Linked DNA regions of Mus musculus: regions 2, 3, 4, 5, 6 and 7 are each linked to region 1. Evidence: chromatin contacts called from public HiCAR-type, HiChIP or PLAC-seq and promoter capture Hi-C data. All regions are on one chromosome and are shown on one strand. Each heading gives the region's core, a stretch centred on a gene start, on an enhancer-like site or on the middle of the called end of the contact. The rest is flanking DNA. Distances are from core to core; before and after follow the strand shown.

Region 1 (3,968 bases), core at 776-3,275:
CAATCTCATTTTCTTTCTCCTGTAATACAGTATTTCTTAGTCTTTATCTATTTGCTTTCTGACCAACTACACACTGAGCAGAACAAGTGCATTCCCAACTGCTTAAGAATTTGGTAGTTCCCAAATACTCCATCGATCTGGGCTCCATGAAACCAAACTCGCCAAAGATTCATGGACTTTTTGTTAACAATTAGCCTTTGGGCCTTCAGGCTATTTCTAGGGTATTGAATTTCCCTGAGCCTCTCACCTTTTAACACACAGCCAAGCTGCATCCACAACAATGCCCAGACTCAACACTGGCTGCCTGCTACTCAAGCAGTGTCTGTTACTTAATGTAAAGTTACTTAAGAGTGTTACTTAATGTAAAGTTGGGAGATGTCTGATTCAGACCCTGCCCATCTGCTCCCTTTCATTCTGTCAAATCGAAGTGTTGGGGGATTGATCCACAAACAGACCATTATCCCTCTTCACACATGACTCTGTTCAAACTGGAACACCCTTCTCCCCATCCAGGTGAATGTCAATAATGGGGTCTCTTTCCAGTCACTTGGCAGAGCTCTTGTCGGGGAGGGAGTAAGGAGACGGCTCTGGACACACGAAGCAGTTTATGTGCTTAGCATATACCAGGATATAGCTCGCTTGTGTAAGTTCACTGAATCTGTATCTTTGAAACGTTACAGATGTGACTTATTTATAGTTTCGAGTATTTTTTTTTTCTTTTTTTTACCAAAGCTCTTCTATTTGGAGGAAAAATAGTATGTTGGCTCACTTCTTTTCATTTTCCTTTCTCTTGAGCATTGGCTCATGTCTTATGGCTCCGCCATTCTAGTTTCTTCTGTGAACTCCTCCTCCCAGGACCCCTGGCCCTGAACACTCTTGAGAGAGGAATGCACAAATTCCTTCGAGGTTCCATCACTGGAACATGGTCTCAGGAGCGGCAAACAGGAAGTTTCTGGACTTCTGTCTATTTTGTGCTTGGGGCAAAACTGGACTCCACTTGGAAGATTCCGCAAAAAGCAAGGCAGGAGTAAACCAGCAACCTTCCTGATTCCTATCTAAAACTTTTAATGAGGACAGTGTCATATAGAGTCAGTCCCTCCATGGCTTCTCTATCCAGAAGTGGTCTCTCTCTCTCTCTCTCTCTCTCTCTCTCTCTCTCTCTCTCTCTCTCTCTCTCTCTCTCTCTCTCTCTCTCTCTCGCAAAGCAGAGCCCGCCGCCAGACACATCGGGTTATTGCCCCTAAACTTCCTCACTCCACTTTTTACATCTTGAGCGGGACATTTAAAACACAGTTTGGGATTTTGTAAGTTTCCAAAGCGTCCAGAGGGCAGTCCCCTTTTGGCAGCGCCATTGCAGGACGGGAGCCAGAGATTAGCCGAGGTAGGTCCCCTGGTCTCAAAATCCTATTCACCTCGCTCAGAAGCCCAGGACTCTACCTTGCTACTTCCTTCAGCTCAGAGGGGCCAGAAGCAGCTTTCCTTTGCCTGCGTGCCTGGCCTCCTCAATAACACCATTCATCGCCTGCCTCTCGGGGCACCGGGGAAGCCCCAGTCACGCGCCAGGGTTCTCGCTCAGGTACGGGATTCCCGGGGTAACCGCCGGCCCCTAACCTCAGGGGCGGGTAGTCCACTGGGCAGCGTCGGCCCGGAGGCGGGCTCAGGCCGGAAGCCACCCGCGGCCCCGCGAGACCGCGCCCCCGCCCCCGCCTCCTCGTCCTCCTCTTCCAGTACGAGCTCGGCGGCCAAGGGCGCAGGGGCCAGCCCGCCGGTCCCCGCCGCGCTCTTTGTCCCGGCCGCGCGCGGGCGGACGCGTGCGCATCTGCCCCCCCGCCCCCCAGCTCCCCAACCTCCGCCACCCCCCGCCCGCCACCCCCCACCCGGCGGAAAAAAAAAAAAAAAGAAGGCGCAGCGGGAGCGCGCTCGCGCGGGGGCGCGCGGGAGCCGCTCGCGCCCCCTCCGCCAGGCAAGCAGCGAGCACGCGCGCCGCCGCGCCCGCCCCTCCCCCGCCCGCCCGCTCGCTCGGAACTTGCTGACTGCGCGACCGGGAGGAGCCGAGCCGAGCCGAGCCGAGCGCAGCGGCGGGAGGCTGAGCGCGCGGGGGGCTCCCGCGTCCCTGCGCCTTCGCCTTCGGCCGGCAGAGCGCCCACCCCACCGTGGCTCCCGGAGCGCGGGGCGGCGCCACCCTCCGGCCGCAGCGCGGCACTGCACGGCCGCCTGCGACTTTCGATGTTCCACACTCCCGGGCCGGAGCCTCGGCGGCGGCTTCTTTTCCCGCCCCCCCGGTGCCCCCCCCAGGCTGCCTCCATTTCCTCAAGGAAGGTTCCTCGGCGCTCTCCCTCCCCCACAGCGTAGCGGCGCACGAGCGGGCCGGGCGGGCGGCCGAGGTAAGGCGGCGGGGCCGGGGCCCGCGTGGGGGGCGGCGGGGGCGGGGGCGGCAGCTTTGTTCGCGCCGGGCGCCGCGCTCCTCAGTCCGCCGCGCTAGTCAGTCAGCGGCGCGGGGCGGCGGGTCCCGCATCCCCCGGCGGGCGGGCGCAGTGGCGCGGTCCCCTGCGCGGCCCTCCCCACAAAGGACCGCGGAGCTGCGTGGCCCAGTGCTCGCCCCGGGGCGGGCCGCGCCAATTTGTTGCACTTCTGGGGGTGGGGGGTGGGGGAGGGCTTTTGTTTGTTTGTTTGTTTTGCCCTCGGGGTTTTGGCCGCTTTGCGGATTTTTTTTTTTTTTTTTAAAATAACAAAATGTCGGTCGGTGAGGGAGGAATTGAGCGGGGAACGTCGATGGCACCGGGAGCTTTGCAGAAGGTGCAGTTTGGAGCCTGCCCTTCCCCGGGTGGCAGCTCGGGCTCGGCCCGGTGAATCCTCGCCGCCGGCCGTGGGGACGGCTGTGGGGCGGCTGCCAGTTGATTTTTTTTTTTTTTTTAAATTCGAGTGCTGTGTTCAAAGGCTTTCGGTGCGCACGGGAGGACCCCGTCACCGTAAATAAGCATATGGGCGACTAACGGGGTATGTTTTTCCTCTGGGAAGGAGGATTTGATCGCTCAGACCGGTGTCAGCCTGTAAATATTTAGACGGTATTAGTGACTTCTGAACATTCTCGGCGAGATCTGTTATTTACAGTTGTCATATGTTATTAATGCCCGTTGCCCAAGTTCCCTGGCAAATCTGTTTCATGCCTTCTGAGAAAGTAGACAATTGATAGATTGTCCAAGGGATGGGAAAAAAATGTGAGTGGGTTTTCCAACTTGCATTTTGGTAAATCCCTCAACGCCTGCATTATAAATTATGATACGTATCAGATTCCCTGTAACGTGCTGCACCCTAAGTACAGGGACTTTCGAATCCTTTTCAATAAAATACTCTCAAAGGTGCTTATTGAGAAGTGCATGCTGCTATTTTTTTTTAAAGATCTAATGTTTCTCCATGGGTCTCTTCTCTCCTTAGAAGTTTTCCCAGAGATAAGTTCACCAAGATGTCCAGTGACAGGCAAAGGTCGGATGATGAGAGCCCTAGCACCAGCAGTGGCAGTTCAGATGCAGATCAGCGAGACCCTGCCGCTCCAGAGCCCGAGGAACAGGAAGAAAGAAAACCTTCTGCCACCCAGCAGAAGAAAAACACCAAACTCTCTAGCAAAACGACTGCTAAGTTATCCACTAGTGCTAAAAGGTAATGTCTACAAGGGGAGGACTCACACGGTCAGGTCCCCTTCCCATTGGTGGCTTTTGCTGGCTTAACTTCAGTGGCAATAGTTCAGAAATAGTTCTCCATCAAACGTATGTGAACTTGAGTGGGCTGTCATTCTGTGTGTGGTATAGCCACGCAGTTTCCCTGCAACTATCGACTCTAAAGCCAGCAGACTTTGTTCTGTGCTGTGGTGACTCGAGGATGGCCTCAAGAAGAGCTGGGCACTCATTCTGACAGATGAAGGGCTTGGCAAGGGAAATCTGGTGAGTCCCAGTGAAATGGCTTGTAGGAGA
Region 2 (3,968 bases), core at 703-3,202, 1.8 Mb after region 1:
TTTGACTGGACAGAGTGATGCTAGCAGCCAAATGACAAGTATAGTCTTTAGAAGGTGGAAGGAAACCCATACTCCTCTTGTATCTCCAAAGAAACCAGGCCTATTGCTGCCTTGATAGGAGCCCTTTAAAACATAGTCTGGATTTCTGGCTTCAAAAAAATGTGGTTTTTTTTTTTTTCGATGCTTTAAGTTACCAATTAGTTGGTGATCCAGCACAAATCATGTGCTTTTGTCTCTGTAAAGACCATTGCTGAGTAAACACTGATTTATATGTACAAGATCAAGGCATGCATCTTTTGATATGTAGAACACACACTTATTTTAAAATTTATATTTATTTATTCTTTTGTGTGTGTGTGTGTGGGGGGGGAAGGGGCAGAGTCTGTATAGCTTTTGCTCTCCTGGAACTCACTATATACAGACCACGATGACTTTGAACTTGCAGAGATCCACTTGCCTCTGCCTCCTGAGAGCAGGAATTAAAGTTGTACAGCATTGCATTCAGCACACCCTTTTTAAAAAAGGTAAACTGAACATGTAAGTGGTTTTCAGATTTTAATTCTGGGTGGGTGGGTGGTGGTGCACACCTTTAATTCCAGCACTCTGGAGGCAGAGTCATGGAGGCCAGCCTATTTTATAAAGTGACTTCCAGGACAGCCAGGACTATGCAGGGAAAACAGGTCTCAACTGAACCAAACCAAACAAAATAAAATTGAATTCTAGGAATCTGTCATTTAATATTGGAATCATTGTGAAGACGTGACAGCCAGCTCTAACCCCATGGCGTTGTTGTATTGCCTGTACAGGAAGAAACCGCTGTCTCTCAGTCTGTAATGACACTCTCCTAAGAGCGGTCAAGTCTGTCTAATGATTCATACCTGACTTCTTTGTAGTGACTCACAAATTTAACACAGTATCAGGCTCAAGGCTGTTGGCTTTTGCATTTTTATTTTTATTTTAGATAGAATTCTCTGTGTAACCCTGGCTGTCCTGGAACACCCCTGTAGACCTGGCTGGCTTTGAACTCTTTGATCTGCCTTCCTCTGCCATCCAAGTGCTGGAATTAAAGGCGTGTGCCCCACTGCCCAGCCAAAACTAAATGTATGTTAACACACACATAAGCACATGAATATACATACTCTAAGGAGAGGTAGCAGAGTGAAGAGGAGAGCACACAGATGCCATGGGCAGGATGCCTGTGGCTCCAGGGCTTTCCTTATCATTAACATGGGCAGTGGTGACACATGCCTTTAATCTCAGCACTTGGGAGGCAGAGGCAGGAGGATTTCTGAGTTCAAGGCCAGCCTGGTGTACAGAGTGAGCTCCAGGACAACCAGGTGATGCAGAGAAACCCTGTCTCAAAAAAAAAAAAAAACCAAAAAAACAAACAAACAAAAAAAGCTACAAGAAATGATGATGGAAAACATATTTTGAGAAAAAAAGGCTTATATCAAGTGCAGGAATCAAGTTGAAAGAAAGGAATATATAGTTTCATTAAATGTACTTTAATAGGTGCTAGGGAAGTTGATGCAAAAATCTCACTAATTATCAAGAGAGCAAAGGAATCTTTATGAAGCATTAACAACAACATATTAGGAGGCTTTCCAAGATCTTTTTCTTCTTTTTTTTTTTTTTTTTTTTTAAATTTGGTTTTTCTAGACAAGGTTTCTCTGTATAGCCCTGGCTGTCCTGGAACTCACTCTGTAGACCAGGCTGGCCTGGAACTCAGAAATCCGCTTGCCTCTGCCTCCCAAGTGCCGGGATTAAAGGCGTGTGCCACCACTGTGGTTTACTAGTCTTAGAAGCAGACGTCTCACATTGCTCTCGGTATCCTCATAAAATCTTCCTTAGCATCCCAGACATGGTAAAGAAGGTTGCCCTCTTCCAAAATGGCTGAAGCGCCCTCAGCCTCCGCAGAGAGCATGACCGGAAGTTGCGCAACCCATAAGGCTGAGCGGCTCTTACGGTGATAAGAGTTTCCGCCATTTTTGAAAACTGGGAAGCTCATTGCTGGAGTAGGAGCGGCCGTTGCGATGGCAGCGTTTGCGGTGGATCCCCAGGCGCCCACGTTGGGTGAGTGGACCGCGGCTTTCCCGGCGGCACAGCCAGCGCGCTGTTGACCCGGAGGTGTCACACGCCACGGAGGGAGCGGGGAGCGCTGTGGCCGGTGACATCTGGGCGGTGGTACCCGGGAACCCGGCACGGCGCCCGGCTGCACTGTGGTCACCTGCCCCGTACCCCGAAAGCATGCACGAGGATGGGCGGTGAGCCACTGGTCGCTGTAGTAACCGGTTGCCGCTGGGCCACCTAGGTTTCTAGGTCGGATCTTAATGTCACAAAAGAAATTTGTATATGAATGCATGACCCAGAACCAACCTGGCTCGCCCGGCTCCCCCGCCTTTTACTTTGGAACTTGACTCTATTGGACGACTGCTGATTCTAAAGAATTATCCCCATTATTTGTTGGGGAAACGTTCCGAATATGCCGTATTTGGAGAAAAAACAAACCAATTAACATGTTGATTCTCCACTCCCGCTGAGTTTTGTGAGTAGTGACAATGGTCATATTCTACAACAGAAAACAAACAAAACCTGTCTACAGTTTCCTAGACGTATCGTAGTATTATTAGTTTATAACTCTCTAAGCTTGGTAAAGAGAGTAAGCATTGTATTTATTGTGTAGAACTAACTTTGTAGATTCAAAAGGCATGTAATGCTTGCCACGTTTTGGGTAAAAAGTTGTTTTAAGAATAGAGTTGCAGCCGGGCAGTGGTGGCGCACGCCTTTAATCCCAGCACTTGGGAGGCAGAGGCAGGTGGGATTTCTGAGTTCGAGGACAGCCTGGTCTACAAAGTGAGTTTCAGGACAGCCAGGATTATACCGAGAAAACTTGTATTAAAACCAAACCAAAAAGGGAAAAAAGAATGACATAACTTGATTTTGTTTATCATAAAAACTGAACCAATAATGCTAATAATGTAGATACACTGTTGCATTAAAACTTGTTTTCTGATTTTTTTTTTCATATTATTTAGAGATCAGGGCAGTTCCAGTTTTTCTGTCCAACAGTGACATTTTGGAGAGCATATTTTCAGGTGTAAGAAATGTGAACACATTCTTGTATATTGCCTAGCTTAGGCTCTGACTTTGTCTGATATTAACTGTTCAGAGTCACATGTTGCACGTGTTTTAGGTGTCTGCTGGTCTGACATCCTCTTGGCACCTCACCCAGGCACTCCTCTCTGAGGAAGTCAGTGAAGGAATTAACATTTAGGGGCAGAGATTGAGAAGTGGAATTTCAGACGTGCAGGATGCAGCAATCATTAAGCCTTTATGTTTAGTCATGAAGGAATGGTTAGTGGCAGTCTGGCTTCCTACTTTATCACGGTGTATTTAGGTAGCTGAGTTTTTTCTTGACCTAATTAGATTGTTATATAATGTGCAAGTGTATGGATGTGTTGTGTGTCCTGGGACTGAATTTAGGCTTAATGGCAAGGACTTTGACCCATTGAACCATCTCACCACACCTTGATAACTCTTACAGTTGTCACAGTTTTCCTACCCCTCTTGTAGATGATAGTTGTGATGTTACCAAAACCTTTGTATTTTGTTACAGGTCTTTTCTAAATATCTATTTAGAATATGCTTTTGTTGAGACTTCTGGTTTGAGTTTAACTTACTTTTTTTTTTTTTTTTGAGACAGGGTTTCTCTGTATAGCCCTGGCTGTCCTGGAACTCACTCTGTAGACCAGGCTGGCCTCGAACTCAGAAATCCGCCTGCCTCTGCCTCCCTAGTGCTGGTATTAAAGGCATGCATCACAATGCCCTGTTTAACTTTCTTTTGAGATACGTAGTAGCACTATGTAACATAACTAGTGCTTTACAAAAGAATTACAATTTTCTTTTTACACCTTAGTGTGTGTGTGTGTTTGTGTGTGTGTATACATTTTTCCCCCGAGGGGGAGGGA
Region 3 (3,968 bases), core at 724-3,223, 1.7 Mb after region 1:
AGAGACACAGGTACAAGTACAGATACAGATACACAGAGACAGATACAGATATACAGATACTGGGACAGATACAAGGACAGGGACAGAGTGGCAAGACAGCCTCCAGTCAGGCACAGATTCAGACTCATACAACAGACAGAGGAAGGAAGCCATAGAGGGTATGACGTACATTTCAAATCTGGACTCACTCTTGGTTCAATGGACCCTAAAGGGAAGTACCTTTATTTGTTTTTGTTTTTGTTTTTGTTTTTGTTTTTGTTTTTGTGAGACAGGGTTTCTCTGTGTATCTCTGGCTGTTCTGGAACTATAGAGATCCACCTGCCTCTGTCTTCTCACTGCAGGGATTAAAGATGTGTGCCACCACTGCCCAGCTTATTTCTCTTTTTAATGTGATGCTGATACATTATTAATTATTAATCAGCATTAATCAGAGTTAATTATTACTGTATTTAATCCATGCAGCACCCAGTTCAATTAATATTTGTTAATACAGTTACTGTAATTTTGAGGGCAGTGCAGCATTCCATAGTAAAGAAACCATGTTTCTCCAGTTGTAAACTATATATATAGTTTGTGGTAAAGTAAAATGACATAATGTCTAAAGTATTGTTATATGCCGAGTGCATATCATTAAGTATGTGAAATTTGTTAGTAGAGTGCTGGGTATATAGTTAAGTGCTCATTGTTAGATACATGGATTGATTTATAGTTAGAGCTGTTTCTGAGGAGCCTGTGGTCAACTAAATGAAGCAAACAATTTACAGTTCACTTTGGAATCCCCAGTAGATATTGTGGGCAGATAACTCCATTTGAAGGAGAAAAACTTTGGCTCATATCTCAGGTGTCCATAACAAAAACTACAAACTGTGTAGCTTAAGCAAGAAAAATTTACTTCTTGTGGTTTGGAGGCCTAGAAGTCCAAAATCAAGGTGCTGGCCTAAGCAAGGCTCCTGGTGTGTTTGTTCCTCTTCCTTGACACCCACTTCTCCCAACATCCTTCCTTAATCTTGCTTCATCTAGTACAGTTTTCATGAAGCCATTAACCTTGTCGTATGTCTTAATATAATACTAATTATTTCCCAGAGGTCCTCGCTCCAAATATTTGAACACTTGGACTCATAATTCCAACTCATTTTGAAGGGGCACAAAAATTCAGCCCATAAACTTTGTTTCGAAAGCAACAAAATGTTTGTATGCAGTGCTGAAGAATACATTTTTCTAAATCTTAACGTTATGCACTGTACTTAAATGATCTTAAAATTCCATTTTATTAAGGGTTAATAAGGAAAATTTCAGTTGAAATCTTGCAGTCCCCGTTTGCAAAAAGCAATCGTCTTTTGTAAGCAGAATCGTCATTCTATTCATCTGTTTGGTAAATGTTTATGCTTTTCCCAACTACGTATAGACTTATTACCATTTACTCTGTATAAGGCGTTGAAAAGAAGGAATACACATATATTTTAACCCTTGCTAGTCTGTAGAAACATATACTTAAAACAACTTTTTAATGTAGATTCTATTCAGTTGGAGCCTCACTAGCAGACTCAGTGGTTCTATCTAGTCAATGTTTCTTCTAGAACTAACGGCAGAGAAAAAAGTGAAGGCAGAGGAAACGAGGGGCAGCCCCTGGGGCCTTAGGCTTTTGTGAGTGAGCCACAGGAGACTCACACTGGGGTGGGAAAAGGCCGTGAGGTCAGCTGCTGTCATCTCCGTAACCAGTCTAACACTTCCAGAAAAAACGAGACATCAGCTCTCTCCAAATGAGTCTTAGCAATGAATATTCCCCCACCCCCACTCCCGCTCCCCGGGTCCAAAACTAAGCTAAGATTAAAAAACCAAGAGTGAAGGAAGACACGCCCAGATAAAAAAGCATCTGAATAGATCCGGAAGACCCCCAACTTCCGTCAGATGAGAAACGGCATCCAATCGGCGCCCGTTTCTTAGCAGCCAATCAGCTCTCACCTTACAACGGTGCTCGGGAAGCAGGCCTGGGCTGTGCTCTTCTCTGGAAGGGGTGAGGTTGTCACTGCAGGGGCCAGCTCCAGTAAGTGGCTAGTGACTGACTAGCAGTGCAGTGCCTTTTTTGTTTTGTTTTTTATTTCTTTTTTCTTGAGCTTGCTGCTTTTCCTTCTCCGCTCATGTAATGCACTCCCTGAACCAAGAAATCAAAGCATTCTCCCGGGATAATCTCAGGAAGCAGTGCACCAGGGTGACCACGCTAACTGGAAAGAAACTTATAGAAACCTGGGAAGATGCCACAGTTCATGTTGTGGAGACAGAGCCCAGCGGTGGGGGTGGTTGTGGCTATGTGCAGGACCTTACCTTGGACCTGCAAGTTGGCGTTATTAAGCCCTGGTTGCTTCTGGGTGAGTAGACTGACTCGCCACTTCCTTGTGGAGTCCTAGGCTGGGTTCCTTTGCCATCAGCTTCCCCTATGCACACTAATTCCCTATGCACAATAATATCAGCTATCCTGATGTACAGTTGAAATGTTTACTTTTTTAGGTTAGGAACAAAATAGGGACGTGTCTGCCCGCACAACCTTCTTCTGAAAACATAGTAGCACTTTGACACCTGATGATTGAGTTTTAGAAGAAATGTTCCTCTGTTTTTCTAACTTTCTTTAAAAGATAATGGGATGTTGTATTTTCTTGTATTATAGAAAAGACTATATCCTTTAAAAAAAATGCAAAAAGCAAGTGGCTCCTTGGCTGTTGAAGGGATGTTGAGGGCACACGTCCTTCCTGTGGCTGCATCTGCTCGTGGTGCCTGTCTTTGGGTGTTAAACACAGGGCTTCTGCTTCATAGCTATGAACCCGATGGTCTTATTTCTTGTGCTATGGAAATACTGAGTTCGTATACAAGCATCGCCCACAGATAACAAAAGAAACAAGCTTGTAAGAGAACTCACTTGTTACCTTGTTGATCTGGGATGGTGTTCTGTAGAAACCAGCCTGTTCCATAAGTCTGCATTGGTGTGCATTTATGAATGAGAAATTAACACTTGGACACAGAACCAGGAGTTAGACACACCCACAATATGAACTATACACAGCATATAATTGTTTTAAAGATCTTCAAATAGGGATTATCTTTATATTACAAACAGGAATTGGCATTAATATTGGTTAAGTAATTTGCACAGGCAATAGATTCAGTAAATAGCAGAGATGTCCAAGGGGATTAGGTCTAAGTCTGACTGACTCTTGCACACCATCATAGTACTATGTTGTTTAAGGCTGGACTTACATTAGGTGTTCCAATTCATTTATCCTCTCAAAACTGCAAAAACCCATCTGCTTACATTATTTTTTAGTTTGTTTATTTTGTGTGCATGTGTGCATAAGTGTATGCGCGTGTAGTGTGTGTGTGCATGGCACTACACCTCCCCAGCTCCTGTCTGCTTTCACTGAAGGGACATCCTATAAGGTTGTTTTGGCATTGTGATTTTTTTTTTTCTTTTGGCAAAACTCAAGTCCCACCATGTATCCTAAGAACTGTCACATACATTTTCTCTAGATTGACTCAATGAATAGGACCAGATAAAATTTGCAGTTTAGAGAAAAGAAAAATACCATCTTCTAACCAATGAAAAGCAGAAAGTGAAGTGACTTTTGGCTGAGCTGGCTAGTTCAGATCTTATGTCTTCATCTAAGAATGAGATTATTTATATTCATACTTTGCAACCCCCCCAAGCGTTTTCTGACCTCCACAATTGATCACCAACTCTATCTCTGTCTGTCCTTTGTCTGTCTTTCTCTCTCCCTCTCACCCCCTCTTTGTCTTTCTCTCTCTTATGTACACAATAAACAGAAAAAAAAGTAAGTGAATAAATTAGCAAATACTTTTAAAAAAAAAGAATCTTAATTGGCTGCAATTAGAGCTGTCTCAGAAGCTGAGAGAGGATAGTAACTAGTTCAAGGCCTGCCTGGGCTCCAGAGTGAGGTCGGATTGAGCAACATAGTGAG
Region 4 (3,968 bases), core at 1,024-3,523, 1.7 Mb after region 1:
TCTAACCTCCACACACATCTGCTCTCTCTTCCTCTCACAAAATAAACATCAGATGCATTTAACATGAACACTGTCAATTTCAGCCAGCTCTGATCAAAGCCTTGTGAGCTAGATAATGCCCTCAATATTACTCTTCCCATAAGGAACCCAGAAGCCAAGGAGGCAAAAAATATTTCAAAAAGCTATAAAAAATATGTACGTGCTGAAATATACAGCATTTCTGTAACTCAAATGCTTGGCAATTAGGTCAATCACATTCACGCATTTTCCATTCTAGTCAACACAAGAGCCTGAATGAAGTTTCTCAAAACAGGAAGTGAGAAACACTGAGAAAAGGCAGCGATCTGGAATCCGAAGTTTAAATGCTTAGAATTCCACTTACTATTACCCATGGAATTAAAGTATCAAAGTTTGTTTATACTTATACTATAAAAATGTTTAGTGACTTGGCCAAATTAAAGACAGTATTTTACTCAAATACTCAAATCACTTTTAAGGTTACTCTCACTTCCTCTTCTAGAAACCATCATAACCATTTCCTCTAACCACAAAACCACAGGTCTGGTAGCTTTTAGGAACATTTGACTTGCTGGGGTTTCGCATATAGAACTTAATTTCCAAATTTCTTAAGCAGTGAAATTCAAAGGCTCTCATCACTGCAACGTATACAAGCTTAATTCTTCCAACCCCCATGAAGTTACGATCAAGGGGTGGATGTCATGGTCATGGCACAAACGCAATGGGTTCTTCCTAGCTCCAAACTGTGCTGGGTGTAGAGACAATCATTAAAGCCAAGTGAGTAACCAGAACAACACAGCTATCCCATTCCCAACGTTTACTATTATTCATTTAGAGAGTGTGCTTCAGAATTGCAGTGTCAAAAGCTAACTGTATAAACTGAATAAAACAAGTTTATACTGGAATGCTTTGATTCTAAATTTTAAAAAGAATCTTCAGGATACTCACAAGCAACCTATATCCTTTTGATATGGTCAAAAGTATATTTCACGATATATAGATAGATAGATAGATACACACACACACACACACACATATATAATTTTATAAACAAGATTATTAAAGAAAAGACACAGATACACAGAACCCCGCAAGGATGGACTGGTATAAAGTGTACCAAAAGGAAACTTTTTCTCTTTACCAAATTCAGTGAGGCTTAAAATAAATGGATTTGAGGTTGTTTCCCTCTAAGGTAAATTAATGGCAATCCTTTTCCACCTTTAGATCTACTTTTCTTCACTTCGATACAGCCTTCCACTCCCTAATCTGAAGACACTCAGATTTTCAATGGGTCCACTGTCTAGTTGCTCAAATCCTCGTACTATGTTGCGAAGGAGATAGCAACGGGAGCACACTCGGTCTTTATTTTATACAGCCATTGTACTTTAAGGAATGGTGCTTTGGTGCTAATCAGATAGGGTTGGGAAAACTAAAATGAGGAGGAGTAGGGAGTAAAGGTGGTTATTCCTGTTCTAGTGACTCACAGCCTACAAGTATTTCAGACGAAAACCGGTTCCACCCTCACTTCCCCCTCCGGTCCATCTTCAAAATGAAATTATCCCAAACGTCAACACGCTGTCGTGGGGGTGAGGGGCTTGATTCAGGGAACGAAAAATCAAGTGGCCAAGTGGGGACCAGAGGGTCGATCGCCGCATTCCCACACTCGCAAGCCAAGAACCCCGGGCCCGTTCGCCGCAGCCCGGGAAGGCCGCGCGCCCTCCTTTCCTCCCCGCAAACCAGAGCGCCGCGGCGGCCATGCGCGGCCCGGCCGGTTCCCGCCGCCGGGAGCCGGGAAATGGCTCCCGCCTGCCCGCCCCGCGGCTCACTCTAGGCCGCGGCGCATCCCGGAGGCCCCGCGCGAGCAGGCCGAGCTGGCGCCCGCGGCCTTTTCCCCCGCCGCACCCCGCCCGGCCTCGCCGGCCCGTGCGCACCTTCTTGATGTTGTAGAGGCGCGTGAGCATGCCGACGCCCCGGTCGTTGAGGATGGTGAGCTTCTCCGCCAGCTTCTGCTGACTGGGCTGCAGCACGGAGCGCGACATGGTGCGGCCGCCGCCGCCGCCACCGCCGCCGGGCGCGCTACTCCCCGGCTCGCCGCCTCCCTCAGGCCCGCCCGCCTGCCCGCCCGCGACCTCCGCCTCAGCGCGGCGCGCCCATGCCGTGCGCCCACCCGCGCCGTGACACAGCAGCCGCGGCGCTCGCTTCCGCCCGCCGCCCTTCCGCCTCCACCCGCGGCGCTCTCCGCCCCAGTACACCCCCCACTCCCGGGCCGCCTTTCCCGGCTCCTCCGCTAGGTGTGGCGGCGGCGGCGGCGGCTGAGAACGAGTCGGCTTCCCGCAGCCGGGACCGGCGCTCGGTCACCTGATCGGCCGCGCCGGCGCCCCCGCGAGGCCGCCGGGAGAACTGCGGCCGGAGCCCGGGGTCCGGAGCGCCCCGCCCCGCCTCCTCCGCTCCGGGGACCCCCAAGCCGCGGTCCTGGACTTCCCCCGAAGTTGTCCCCGCTCCCCACGCCCCAGGGCCCGCACCGCCGTGGGGACGGGGACGGTGTGTTTCGGGAGACTTTGGCCCCGAGAGGAGCCTGGCGGCTCCGAGCTTGTTTTCCTCCCACGCCTTGACAGACGCTCCAGGGAGAACGCGGCAGATGTGTGCTCCGCACGGCGGGCAGCGCCTCGCCACCTCCCGGTGCTCGCTCCCGCCTCCAGCTGGCTTCGGAGGAAGGAGGTCGGAAGTAAGGGCAGCTCGAGTTCCTTAGATTATTATGAAGGGACTTATCATGGACCAGCACCCATCCGGAGGAGACACGAATAGGCTCTGGCATGTGGTAAGCAAAATAAAAAAGCAAAATAAAAAACAAAACAAATTTTGTTCCGAGTAAGAGGGTTCGCTCCCAGCCTCCACCATAAATCCCAATCGTTTCTGGAATTCTACTTTTCCACCCCATCACCAACCAAATATTGTTTGTCATCATCTCACTCCGTGTCCACTCCTCATCACACAGGGTTTCAAACTGGAACAAATTGTGTCTCCATGTGAATGACTACAATGAAAACTTGCACTCCAGGGGACTTGGGATATTTGGGGCTTTACCTAATATAGTCTAATTGTGTATCGTATTCATGAATTTAAATCAATCAACCCACCACCTTCTATAACAAGGCATTCTGAAGTTAGTAAGAAAATGGATTCACAGGCGGACAGTGGTGTTGCACACCTTTAATCCCAGCACTTGGGAGGCAGAGACAGACAGATTTCTGAGTTCGAGGCCAGCCTGGTCTACAGAGTGAGTTCCAGGACAGCCAGGACTATACAGAGAAACCAGTATTGAAAAACCAAAAAAAAAAAAAAAAAAAAAAATGGATTCACCAAAGCAACTTTGTAGTGAAATGTAACAAATTGTTTCTAAGACATTTTAAAAAGCTACTGTAGCGCCTAGTCTTCCAGAACTCTACCAGAGAGTATACAGAATTCCTTAAGGGCTGTTTAATACTCCTGGTGAAGGCTGGGCATGGTGGCACATGCCTTTCTTCTCAGCACTTGGGAGGCAGAGGTAGGCCAGGACTATACAGAGAAACTCTGTCTCTAAAGACTTCTGACACTCAGGGGGCAGAGGTGGGCAGCCAGAGGTACACAGAAAAATCCTGTCTCAAAACAAAAAAAGTTCTAGTCCTGCCAAAAACATCTTAACATTTATCTGTCGGTGTGCAGTCTACATAGAGCTACATACCTTGAATGTATATTCTTTCTCTACCTCCACCCCCCCCTCCGTTCACGTCTCTCTCTTTTCATCTCAAAGACCATCTATTTAGCTCTATTGAGCTCTATTGAGCTATTTGTTCTGTTATTGACTAATTGAGGCATTTAACTTACTTGGTTTCTTGATAAGCTGGTAGTTAGCATTTAAGTTTACCGGAGGCTGGGGGCTGAAGTCTGAGACAATTAAGAGGACACTGAGA
Region 5 (3,968 bases), core at 962-3,461, 1.7 Mb before region 1:
AGTCAGAGCAGCGGGACCAGAGGAAGGAGAGAACCGGTCTCACCTTACTTTGGAGTGTTGACTTTGCTTCGACTCAGAGGCTCTTACCTTAAGCTTGGCCAGAAGCAGCTCATGATCGTGAAGGAGTTTTTTGGTTTCATCTTGACTGCTCCCAATTTCGAGGAGATTGGGCTGCGATTCAGCCAGTTGGAGTCGTACCCATTTGCCACACTAAAAACAAAATGTGAAGTGAACTTTTATTCTCTCTCCCCCTTCTCCTTTTCCCACCTTGTAATTTTAATTTCCAGTTACACTATGAACACTTTCTCCTTCCACGGGGATGGTCTGCCGTGTTGAAATGCAACAGGTCTGATGCAAACCTGTGCCGGGTCCTTCTTTTATCCCTAGAACACGTTTTCTCATGGAGAGCAGGTTTGAATTCTTTAAACTCCCAAATGACAAATGTGTGCTGTGTGTGCGTTAGATGGTGATCAGTTCTTCACCATCACCGGAAGAATTCACACAAAACATCTCTAGACAGAGAGGGACACTTCACAGAGGTAGAGCGGGGTGGAACTTCACTATGGACCAGACCTGGGCTTTCCCTGCCCATCAATACAAACTTTGCTCTCTGAAGAGGCTGAAGTGCCTTTTCTTTGGAGATGGCAGTGGGGAAGGGAGCTGGAGAGGGGACCGTGAGTGGTTTTTCTGAGAAACAGAATCCAGCTTAAAAGACTTTTCTATATTGTTGTTAAAGTTTGTATGTTCGTTGTACCTCTGACTATCTCATAGGTTGTTGTTTAAGTATTGTGACTCCGTCTACTCTATGAATGTTTTAAGTTTGAGAAAAAGTAATGTTTACTAAAAAACAAAAAAGTCCTAGATTTGCTTCTCTTCCATCCCTGCTGGAATCTACATGTTGCCCAAAGCGTCTTTAAATCGTGTGCAAGTGACCTGATTGCACTGGGGAAGCCATGGTCCTTGTCATTCCCACTCACACCTCTGCTGAGGACAGGATGGGGAGTGGAGCTGAAGTCCTATTTGTTGTGCAGAAGTCTCCCAGTACTGAGAACCCCCCACCCCCACCCCCACCCAGCTAAGGCCTTGAGCAGGACCCTGCATTCCATGCCTCTTCAGAGAATTGCTTTGCTCAATGTCAAGCTCGGCTTTTCTCCTACACAGCTTCATGCTACTATACAATTTTGCAGCATGTAAATCCAATAGGCCTTGTAGCCAGGTATTTGTTTGTTTGTCGTTTTGTTTTACCAGGTTTGCTTTCATTAAACCTGAATTATTTGGGTGGCATAGTGTCTAAAGAGCAAGCTTATAGTCCAGAGGATCTTTCATGATGATTTCAGTCAGAGGAAAAAAAAAAAATCATGGGAGCCTCGTACAACCCAAAATAATGTGTGGCCATCTTTGCACAATTAGACATAAAACAATTAGACATAAAACACACAGTTAAGGCCCGAGTCACTGCACTTTCCTTTTCTCAAGAGGGAGAGGCAGTTTAATAAGTAGTCTGTGGCAGTCTCCATCCCCCTACAGTGGGAGAAGTATTTAGCGTTGCCTTTACCAGTGAAAACCGGTTCTGGGAGGCTTCTGGTGCATCCAGTTCTCTCAAGCTCAGGACAGTGCCCCACTCTGACCTGCCTCCCCATTCTCCATCACAGCCACTCAGAAATCTCAGGCACTGTCCTGGCCACCCAACTCTCCTGGAATTCCTCAACCTTCATCACATGCGCCTCGCCTGTAAGGACCAAACTGAAAGTACACAGTAAAGTTTGTTGGAAGGCGCTCTAGAGGCGTTTTACCCTGAAAAGCAGCTGCCAACTTGTTGGAACTTAGCAGTCCTCTGTCACGGATTTAAGTGGCGAAGATCACTTGTTATTTGTCATCTGCTCTGCATTATCCTCCCGTGCTCTCAGCCATTCCGCCAAGAGCCCCCCAGCCACACAGAGGAAAGCAAGCTGTGAGTTTACCTTGACAACGGCGATCACGATCTTGGAGTCCCCAGCGTGCACGGCTACAGAGCTGACAGTGGTGGTGGAAGCACCCACATGGGGACTTTCTTTGCAGGACATGGCACTTTAGAAGCAGGGCTTAAACCCCGAGCAGCCTTGGTAGTGATGCTGTCTGCTGGTCATGTCAGAAGGCTTCCACGAGGCTACCGGGACTCTTTCAGGGAACGCGCCTCTGTTCACACTGATTGCCCGGCCAAAAGGAAAGAACAGGAAGTTAAAAATAGACAGCCCCATTGAGCTTATCGAGAGGGAGGGGGAAAGGGGAGAGAGAGTTACACTCGCGGGGGGGGGGGGGGGGGGAGGGAGGGAGATGGAGAGAGAGACACAGAGACAGAGCACCACCCCCCTAGTATGGTAACAGAAAGTGCCAGTTATTTGAACCATTATCTGAAACTCGAGGGACAGCTTTGAGCTCTTTGCCTATCAGCTGATGTCTGATAGCTAATGGAAAAAAAAAAAACAAAAAAAAACTACATCCTGACAACCCAAATTAGTTTTGCCATCGAAACTAAACAGTTGTAGCTATGGACTTTGCAACCAGAAAGTCACTGACCTGGATATCAGTCTTTTCAAGTCTTCTTCGTGCAAAGAAAACTACTAAAAATGACTCTCTCTCTCTCTCTCTCTCTCTCTCTCTCTCTCTCTGTCTCTCTCTGTCTCTCTTTCTGGTATTTATTTGAGGAGTTAAGTATTTTTAAAACAACTCACCCAGGATTTATCAAGAACTACACATCTTCCTGGGATTTCTCTGTGACTGTTTTCTGAACAGTATTTTCCAATTCAGCCAGCAAACAGCTGTGAGAAAGCTCAGCACTTCCATGCTTCTTGTTAACTCTAAGAAATGTGTTTTCTTTGTAGTGAACATTTTGTTTCTTTTTTGTTTGTTTTTGGCTCTGCTTTGTTTAGCCTCCTAGACTGTTCTGGCTCCCCCCGCCCCCCACCTCTCTTTCTTTGTAAATCCCCATTTCTACCTGGAGAAAAAAAAATTTTCAACTAGCTTCAAATCAGAGTGAGGCTCACAGATTAATCCTATTGCTAGAAGCTCTGCCTCTGTCAGAAGTTGTCTGTGGTATTAAGCAGCAGCTGTTGGAGCCCTGTCAAAGAACAGCTGAAAATAACACCACTGAAGTTTAGGTCAGAGGTCAGAGGCAAACACATCAGAGACACTAACTCCAAATCTGATGAAACCACTGGAGAGCCCTGGGATGAAAGATAAACCCGAGGACGGAGCCATAAACGGAGCCAAAGGAACCCACTCCCTGTGTAGCCCCCCTTAGCTCTGAGTAAAAGCACGTTAGACCCTGGGCCGACAAGGCGGGGGCTGCGTAAGCAGTGCCACTGATTTCTTATGCTAAGGCTTATGAAAACATTGTTGAGTTGAAATGTGGGCGAATGCGTGCACACGCACACGTACGTGGGTGTCAGCAATTGCTCTTCTTTCCCTGGCTGCTCTGCATACTGTACACCCTTGGACCGGCGCTTCTGCTTTTCAGCATCTGCCTGCCTCTCTGATGAGATGGGAAACACACCAAGATCCCTGCTCCTAGATTGAACAGACTTCACCTAACACCGCGACGGCAGCAGCCGGAGTGAGCTAGCTCTGGTCAGCAGGCGCCAAGATCCTGGACAGTGTAGAACCTGTTCTGAGTGGTTTCAGTTTGGGGCGGGGCGGAGGAGTTCTCGGAGAAATAACCACTTCTGGACATTAAAGATAGTTTCTTCCACTGAGCCAGTATGTAACCGGGCTGGGTAAACCAAAGCAATTCAACTACAACCAGCTTTCAGCCCTAATGAGAGAGATTCAGAATGCCCATGGCTTAAACTAAATGCACAGCAGGTATTGCTTAAGTCCTTATCCATCTTGCCAACCAGAACGGCAAACATCAACCTGCATACAAACAGCACATTTTCACCCTAAGCTAACCCCGGGCTGCACGGCTCACAAGTTGCATAAAGGCCCTCACG
Region 6 (3,968 bases), core at 851-3,350, 1.6 Mb before region 1:
GAAAAGGATTTATGTCACTTCACAAGGTCTAATCCACCAGCAATTCCCTTCCAGCAGGGTAACCAGGGCAGGAACTTGAGGCAGGAACGGAAGCAGAAGCTGCTTGCTTCCATGGCTTGCTCTGTTTGCTGTCTTAAGTAAGCCAAGACCACCAGCCCAGAAACAACATCAGCCCCCAGTGGCCTGGGCCCTCCCATACGTATCATTGGTCAAGAAAATGCCCCCACAGACATACAGTACGACCATTTGATAGAGACAATTCCTTAAATAAGAGTCCCTCTTCCCAGGTAAGTCCGGTTAACAAAACTAACCAGCACACTAGTAAACGGCCTACTCCTACCCCACCCCCCAAGATATTACTGTGTTTGCTTTCCAAAGCTAAAAAAAAAAAAAAAAAAAAGCTTTTGGAAATAAAAGACTACACATGAATGGTGTTTTTAATAAAGTGAACTTATTCCAAAGAAACTGTACAAATCTGCTATTATCTTGTTCCTTAAAAAAAAAAAAAAAAAACAAAATTAACTGTGTTTGTTCTAAGGGAATTCTTATAGAATACATATGTGTATACATATACATACATCAAAATGGGATTTTTTTCTCCACTACATTAGTGAGAGTGCCTGTTTATAATACCTTTAGGCACCTGTCAATCAACTGAAACCCAGGTAGACCCTTCTTTCTGTCCTTGTATGTTCTGCAATCTGCTTCCATCACTGCATCCTAATCTCTTCCATGGACCAAGGCTCATTCACAGTGGTTAAAATGCAGGTAAACTTTAAAAGCATAGAGTAGGGCCAATGTTTAAGGTTAAATTGATCTGGGATGTCTGAATACATATTTAGCAAAATGATTTCCTGGAATTGGGGATATAAAAACAATCAATAGAGATGTGCAAATGCTTAGTAATTCCTTTGGAGTTTTGTTGTCGTCATTGTTACAGGGTAAAGGCAGCCACCAAGTTCTGTCCACAAAAAAGTATTATGTATAAAGGCTTCCTGGTTCTAGAACAAAGAAAGTATTTTATTGCCTAAAGCAAAGGGAAGATATTTTCCTTCTATTTAGTATTGTTATACTAAAATAGCATACCAATGAAACCAGCTAGGTGTGACAAGTCCCAAGGTTTGTAAACAAAGATAACTGTTCTTTATTGTGATTTCTTCCTTGATAGGGGTAAATCCACCCCCCTAAAAAAAATAAAATAAAATTGATTCAACCAAAGAAAACCACAGGGATTTTCCAACATGGGGGGTGGGTACCCTGAATGACAATGTTAATGTGAGAGATTGTCAAACTGCTGGCAGGCATGGTGGGTTATGCTGGATACAGACAAAACCTAAAGACAGCTAGGACCTGTCAAACAGCAGCTGTCTAGTTATTCCCACAGCAGAATTCCCAACTTCTCTGGGTGAGGGCCATGTGTGAGAAGGTGTCAAAGCCTGGAGAGTCAAGGGGTCGTCAGTGTCTGTATGCCCAGCCACAGACAGGGTGAATCCCACCATCCCCTCCAGAGCCGGGCATACTGAGACTGTCCTTCTTTCTAAGGGACACTAGATATCTCAGGTCCCCGCACCCTGGCCAAGTATCTCCGGCCTCCCTTTGTGGCCCTCTGTGACTGGAGGGCTGTGACCCGCCCGCAGGCCCCGGAGAAGCCGAGCCCTACGGCAACCCCGGAGCTCCGGCCCTGCAGCCCGCGTCCCGCACCGGCAGCTACCGGCACACACAAAGGAGCGGGCCGGGATGCGGGGGCGCGGGGGCTTGCCTGGGATGCTCGCACGCGGGGAGGGAGTGGAACCCCATGAATCCAGGCTGACACTCAAACCTGTTGCTGGATTCGGGGCCCAGGGACCCCGCCAGGGCGCGGGCGCAACGGGTGCGGGCCGAGGCCGAGGCGGCGGGAGCGGGGAGGGCCCGCGGGGCTCGCACCTCGGGCGCTTTGTCTGCGGCGGGCGCGGACCAGCCGGCGGCGTAGCAGGGTGGGGGAACCGCCGCCGCCCTCCCGCCCGCGCCACGCGCGTCCCTGTCCCGCGCGGCCTGCGCCCCCCGCCCCGCGCGGCCGCACTCACCTGGCTGGCGCGGGCCGGGCTGGCGGGCGTTGGGGACGACGCGGGGACGCCGGCGCGGCGGGCGGAGAGCTGGGCGAGGCGGGAGGGAGGCGGGCCGGGGGCGGAGCGGCCCGGGCGGCGGGCCCGCGGCAAATCGCTGCCCGGCCCTCCGTGCGTCAGGCTGGGGGGCGGCGGCGCGGGTGGCCCGGCCACCTCCCGGCACCCGCGGCCTGGCCCTGTCCGCGCGACCTCGCGTGCGCCCGTGGCGGCCGCGCGGAGACCCCGCCCGGCGCGGAAGGGGGCGGGGCACTTGGGATTGACGTCCTGTGGTCCCCACCCCGTAGAGCTTGACCGCGTGGGTGGTGGAAGCTACCCGGGCCGGGGGTCAGGAAGTGTGGCTGGAGTGGTCCTAACACTCTTTTATTTGTTTTCTCCTGCTTCACCCATCTCCCACTTCCATAGTCTCTAAGGTCTCCCCTAGTGTAGAAACCCCTGTGTGCTGGGATGCCTGTGGTACCATGCACACAGGGTTGGAAACTGGAGGGGCAAAAGCTGGTTGGGATTCCAGACTTTTGTTTGACTCTGGGGATCTTTCTATTGGATGATCCAAAATTCACAAACGGGGCTTTCTGACGATGACTACCTCAGTATCCTCTTTTATTATTTTATTGCACAAGTCACTTTTAGGTCATTTCCTGAATTCAGTTCAAAAGAGTCATCCGCACAAAACCACAATGGCCACATGGTCGCTATGCCTGGTCTTCCATAGGATGCACAAGGCCACCCCAGTATAACCCAGTTTCGTTAACAATCTCTCTCCATTCCAAATAAGCACCCAACTTTCTCTGTTTAAGCTGCTTGGCTGAAAATAGAAGAGCAATTTCTTCCTGTTAATTCTGGGTGACAAATCTGTGTCTATTGCTACTACTTGGTCAAAGAAATCCTACTGTTAGCCACTCTTGAGAGCCATGGCTTTCTAGATTCACTTCTGCTTGAGTTCCATGTAACTGCCAACCCTCCCCCGGCCCCCAATCGAAGCCCAGCGTGCCTCTTCTGTATCTAAAAACCCTCATAGGTTGTGTATGTAGACTAGAATCCGCAGTAGACTCCACAACCTCTTCACCTGCTGTTCTATCTTCTGCCACATCCACACACCACACAGATTCCACAGGCTCTGAGGCTATGCTTCCATAGCTCCTCCCACTTGAAATCCATCCCTTGCATAGCCAGATGAACTCCTACCATCCCCAAAGACAGCTCATGACTTCTTCCTAGTACTGGCTCACAGGCCAGCCTCATCCCACACACCATAAACTAGACACTCTGTCCTCTCTACTTTCATAGAACCTTTGAGTTCCTGTGATTATCTTTACTACTTTCTTTCTTTGGTGGTCTTTTCTTCCTGGACCGTGTGATCCTTAAAAGAACAGAGATTTGACCTTGCTCATTTTGGGTTCCCCAGGGCATAGTACAGTGCTCAACACAAGGAAAGTTCTCTTTAACTGTTGAGATTAGGTCGTTATCTATCCAACAAAAAGTGTCTGTCTTCAAAGAGGAGGATCTACAACAAACTTGACACCCTACTGTGATTTTTCCTCCCTCTGCCCCGTGGGATTCTCTGCTTATCATGTTAAAACCCGTGTTTTCTCCGCTCACATTCTTCGCTTATCCAAATAACACAAGTGCATGCCTAAGGATCCTCTCCAGTAATTTTCAACACCATCTGACTTTTGTGTGTACTTTCTACTTACCCATGGGTCCCTCGGAGTGTCACTCAGTCACCTGATAAGAATCAAGAGGAACTAACAAAACAAATGAAAAACACTGGAGTATGGATTCACAGAAATGAGGGTGTTGCGCCTCCCAGGAGCTGACAGAGGGAACTCAGCTCCATCTTTTCAGCTGAGTAGGCCCCACAGCCAGAGT
Region 7 (3,968 bases), core at 642-3,141, 1.6 Mb after region 1:
AAATACAGTTCGGTAGTGGAAAAGGGGGTGAACGTGTGGGTCATGTATACACACACAGTATGGGTGGAATAACCGGCAAGATTGAAAGCAAAGTTATATAAGGCTATGAAGATGACATGGCCCAAATATAACTCCACTCACCCATATGCTATATACAAAATTACTTGAAGGCACGTGGGCATGTGAAAAGGGCCTGCTATTTTCGGTTCCCCAGCTATCTGACTGAAGTGAGCAACCGAAGTTAATTAGCAGGGCATAGCAATAATGTCCCATAGCTGTTTCATTCTGGATTGGAATCACCATCTATTTTGTCAAGAGAAGGGGAAATCTGTTGAAAGGCGATGGCAACCGACGAAATTGAGCTCTGAGCAGGCACATGTCACTAAGAGATTTCTGTATTAGCAGTTTATTTAGACTAAATTAGCACTTTTCATGATTAGAAGAAAATAGGGTTTTTTGTTTTTCTGATGTCTCCATACAATTGTAAGCCGTGAAAACACTAACGATCGAGATTGCAAAAGAATGCACCAAGAAACAGAAGAAACTCCAATGTCGTTAAGAGTAAAGCAGCTAAGCCCCACACGCAAAGAGTGGGAAGGGAAGGGGCGCTTTGGAGGTTGGGTGTGAAGTGTAGGGAACGGATGGATCGCTCAGATCACTTGTTGGAAGAGACTGCGTTTGTCTGGGAGAATGATAAAAGTGAATTTTGTTTTGTTTTGTTTTGCTTTTAAGTAAAAGAATAGGATTCAGTAGAGGAGTGTGCTTAAGGGGAAAGGTAAGGGCTCAGCGCAGAAAGCAAGCTAGCCGATAAAGACAAATAACTAACTTCTCAGAGGTCGGGCAAAGTTCAGGACTCACCCGCTCCGTCCGCGGTGACGATGGCCTCAGGAGAGATGCACACGCCGCGGTCGTACACCGGCAGCTCGTCGCAGGCCAAGCTTTCCGGCCACGAGTGGCGGTACTTGATGAGAATGGGCTCGCAGCCCTGTCGGGCGCGCTCACACACAGACTTGCAGGGCTTGATGGGCTCGTGCTGGAAGTCGATGGTGCAAATGGGTGCGTACATTGCACAGAGGAAGAAGAGAAGATCCGGGCTGCAGTGGGTGCCCAGCAGCCCTTCGAACTGTTCCATGGCCAGGATGGCGTTAGCCTGGGTGCTGTGGTGCAGGTGGTTGGGCATCTTGGTCATGTTCCAGGGAAGGGACTTGCACAGCGGGATGCGGACAGGCTCACAGGCTGCAGCCTGAGCTCCGGGCACCTGGAGCAGGCAGAGAGCAGCCAGGACTAGCAACCCGGCCCATCCTAGCAGCATCCGTCCCGGGCCGCAGCAGACCATGGTCCCAGCAGGATGGGGCAGGGCGCAGCCGAGCGACGGACGCGGGAGACACTTTCGTTCCGAAGTCTCCCCCTGCGGTTCCGAGGGGTGATCCCAACGACCTGGGGAGCTGCCCCCACCCCTGGGACAATCACAGTTCTCTTGGATCCAAGTGCTCCCAGGTCCGGTCCACTAGCTTGGCGGAGCCCGGTGCCTCGCTGCGCCGGCTGCTCTTCCCAAGCGTCTAAGCCTCTAGGCGAGGCAGCATCTATTTATTCCTCTCGCTCTGGCAGAGACATCAGCCTTAGCACATCAATCAGATGAGGGGGCAGAAGAGGAAGCCAGAGAGAAATAAAAACAAAAGTCAAATTCAGTTAAGGGACTCGGAGTTCTGGGGTGTTGCAAAAAGGTGTTGGAAGAAGCGATAAATTCTGCAAAGTGAGATGGATAGGGGACCTCCGAGGGAGGAGATTTGGTGGGGGTGGGAGGACTAATGGGAGCGGAGGTGGGAGTTTGCCAAGTCCTGCAGGGTCGGGAAGATCCTGCGAGCGGCCAGAGGAGCTCAGAGGAGGTCAGCGCCTTGGCTCGCAGCTGCGCCTTCCCACCTCGGCCGACAAGAGCTCCGCCCCGCGGTCCCCTGCCCTCCGGCTCCTCCTTCCGAGAAGGCTTTGAGTTTTCAGGGGACTGGAGTGTGAGACCCTGTCTATCTGTGATGCTGTAGCCCCAGGCAGCTCCCGACAGGAGCCGCACACCTTTCCCCACTCCACCCCCGGCTCTGGATCCATAGACGAACCCTTGGTCCCCACGGGAGAAACGGTCTCAACGCACCACAGAGATGCGCACCCCTGTATCCCGCCCCGCGAGCCCACACCGTCCCTCGTTGCCCGCAGCTCTTTCCTCACAGCAAACCCGAGCGCACCTCCGCCTGCAGAAAGTCAGACAGGAAGGCGCGAGCAAAGTCACTTTAAATGTCATGTCGCAGAGATAGCAGCCTCCTAAGAGCAATGGCAGGACTAATGACTTCGGGGGGTCTGTGATTGGAATAACCGTGGAGAAATTGACCCTCACAAAGGGAAAGAAATCGCAAGAGAACAAATAGACCCACAGAAACGTGGAAATGGTGTGATTCCTCCCTTCCCTCCTTCTTTTTTTTTCTTTCCTTCCCTTCCTCCCTCCCTCCCTGCTTCCTTCCGGGTTTTTCTTTGCCCTGTAGAATTCGAACTTTTGAGTTTTTCTTTTTTAAAACCGAAGCGTGGAGCCCACTTTAAAGCACTTGGATTCCGCCCCCCACCCCCAGAGTGTTCTTACTGAAAATTGCATTTATTATCTAACTCTTCCCACGGGCGGTTTCTTCTAACAGGGGAAATAAACGTGCAAGCAAAATACCCCACACAGGTAATGATAATAGTAAACAGGAGAACGGTTCCCATCCAGATGAGTTCAATACAGAGGAGAAAATAGAAAACAGATCCCTCCCAGGCTACGCCTCCCAGAAGTCTCCTGTTTCCACCCCGGCTGCCCCCTGGCTTTAAGAGCATTGTACGTGGGAAGTCCTGCCGAGGCCCAACCACTGAGCCCCTTCAGAGGAAAACCATTGAGCAGAGGGATTGCAGTGTCAGAAGACAGCGGGAGCACAGAGGCAAAACCTACAACAAAGCCGGACGTCACTAGAGCAGCCCTGATTTACCCAGCCTTCCGCACCGCCCACCCCCCTGCTGTCAATACTAGGCAGATAAAGTCTGTCTCTACTTCCCAGAGCACACAGTAGGATACGGCTTTAATCCCCTGCGCTGGCTCAATGGCACTTAGGGAATGTCAGTGGCTGACTTGAGTTTATGGAATTTTTATCTCTAAAATGATCATTACCAGCGGTTTGTGACTTCAATGTTTTCGGAAGGAAGTGTGTCTACTTCATAGGAAATCAACAACAGATGGTGGCTAGGGAGCCATTTAATTAATAAATAAACTCTGGCTGATGTACAATTATTTGGTGTCATATAAGAAAAGAAAGCCAAACATTATATAAATTAATTCAATGAAAAATGGCAAAGCACACACACACACATGCACACAAACACACAAACACAAATACTGAAAGGGAGATTTATAAACAGTCACTAAAAGAATATTTAGAAGCTTTATTAGGTAAAAGAAATAGGGATCTGTAAAAAATTCGAAGGTGAACGATGAACTCAAGAGGTTGTTAAACATATTTTGTGTTCATCTCACATTTTTTAGGAAGAAAGGAGTAGAGTGTTTGATGGTCGCATTGCCACAGGTATGAATGAACTTTGCTTCAGAGATAGATACCCACTTACCACCAAATCCTCTCACAAGCTCTCCCCTTCCACCAACCTCCCAACTTCCCCCTCTCTGTTGTTTTGCTTAGTTTTGTTTTTCTTTTTGTTTTTGAAATAGCATCTCACTATATAGCCCTGGCTGTCCTGGAACTCAGTATATAGACCCAGGTAGCCTGAAACTCACAGAGATCTGCCTGCTTCTGCCTCCCTAGTGCTAGGATCTAATGTGGGCACCATCACAACTGGGACTTGCAACTTTCCTTTAATCCAAATTAGTTTTTACTAAAACCAGAGATGGATTCGCATTCCTCCCAGAAGAGGATGTGTGCACCTGTCTGTCTGCTCCTGTGCCT

Evidence for each region. Promoter capture Hi-C pulls out the DNA fragments that hold promoters and counts their contacts. HiCAR-type assays count read pairs that join an accessible place to other places. HiChIP or PLAC-seq counts read pairs in DNA pulled down with a chosen protein or histone mark. Capture Hi-C pulls out chosen DNA fragments and counts their contacts.
Region 2: a promoter capture Hi-C map of pre-B cells shows a contact between it and region 1, with 6 times the contacts expected there. The contact joins the promoter of Nup35 here to the promoter of Ube2e3 in region 1. A contact is called at or near these places in 2 of 39 promoter capture datasets (liver and pre-B cells).
Region 3: a contact with region 1 is called in a promoter capture Hi-C map of liver, with 8 times the contacts expected there. The contact joins the promoter of Dusp19 here to the promoter of Ube2e3 in region 1. A contact is called at or near these places in 3 of 39 promoter capture datasets (the C10 cell line, liver and pre-B cells) and 1 of 9 other capture datasets (liver).
Region 4: a contact with region 1 is called in a promoter capture Hi-C map of 3T3-L1-derived adipocytes, with 6 times the contacts expected there. The contact joins the promoter of Nckap1 here to the promoter of Ube2e3 in region 1. A contact is called at or near these places in 4 of 39 promoter capture datasets (3T3-L1-derived adipocytes, liver and pre-B cells) and 1 of 9 other capture datasets (adipose tissue).
Region 5: a contact with region 1 is called in an H3K4me3 HiChIP or PLAC-seq map of embryonic forebrain, with 6 times the contacts expected there. The contact joins the promoter of Ccdc141 here to the promoter of Ube2e3 in region 1. A contact is called at or near these places in 1 of 39 promoter capture datasets (liver) and 1 of 115 datasets of contacts at active chromatin or transcription factors (embryonic forebrain).
Region 6: a HiCAR-type map of astrocytes shows a contact between it and region 1, with 4 times the contacts expected there. The contact joins the promoter of Sestd1 here to the promoter of Ube2e3 in region 1. A contact is called at or near these places in 4 of 39 promoter capture datasets (the 3T3-L1 cell line, 3T3-L1-derived adipocytes, hippocampal neurons and 1 more) and 2 of 115 datasets of contacts at active chromatin or transcription factors (astrocytes and embryonic stem cells).
Region 7: a promoter capture Hi-C map of second pharyngeal arch cranial neural crest shows a contact between it and region 1. The contact joins the promoter of Frzb here to the promoter of Ube2e3 in region 1. A contact is called at or near these places in 5 of 39 promoter capture datasets (the 3T3-L1 cell line, cranial neural crest, liver and 2 more).

What each region holds. Positions count from the first base shown.
Region 1 is chr2:78,867,022-78,870,989 of GRCm38.p6, forward strand. It overlaps Ube2e3 (ubiquitin-conjugating enzyme E2E 3), which reads left to right and starts at 2,026. Exons shown (of 6, transcript NM_009454.2): 1 at 2,026-2,384; 2 at 3,436-3,657. The coding sequence starts at 3,464.
Region 2 is chr2:80,636,860-80,640,827 of GRCm38.p6, forward strand. It overlaps Nup35 (nucleoporin 35), which reads left to right and starts at 1,953. Exons shown (of 9, transcript NM_027091.4): 1 at 1,953-2,073. The coding sequence starts at 2,034.
Region 3 is chr2:80,615,241-80,619,208 of GRCm38.p6, forward strand. It overlaps Dusp19 (dual specificity phosphatase 19), which reads left to right and starts at 1,974. Exons shown (of 4, transcript NM_024438.4): 1 at 1,974-2,366. The coding sequence starts at 2,144.
Region 4 is chr2:80,578,909-80,582,876 of GRCm38.p6, forward strand. It overlaps Nckap1 (NCK-associated protein 1), which reads right to left and starts at 2,274. Exons shown (of 31, transcript NM_016965.3): 1 at 1,950-2,274. The coding sequence starts at 2,057. It also overlaps the pseudogene Gm13688.
Region 5 is chr2:77,168,424-77,172,391 of GRCm38.p6, forward strand. It overlaps Ccdc141 (coiled-coil domain containing 141), which reads right to left and starts at 2,212. Exons shown (of 24, transcript NM_001025576.3): 1 at 1,962-2,212; 2 at 88-210. The coding sequence starts at 2,063.
Region 6 is chr2:77,278,492-77,282,459 of GRCm38.p6, forward strand. It overlaps Sestd1 (SEC14 and spectrin domains 1), which reads right to left and starts at 2,101. Exons shown (of 18, transcript NM_175465.6): 1 at 2,064-2,101.
Region 7 is chr2:80,445,505-80,449,472 of GRCm38.p6, forward strand. It overlaps Frzb (frizzled-related protein), which reads right to left and starts at 1,892. Exons shown (of 6, transcript NM_011356.4): 1 at 859-1,892. The coding sequence starts at 1,336.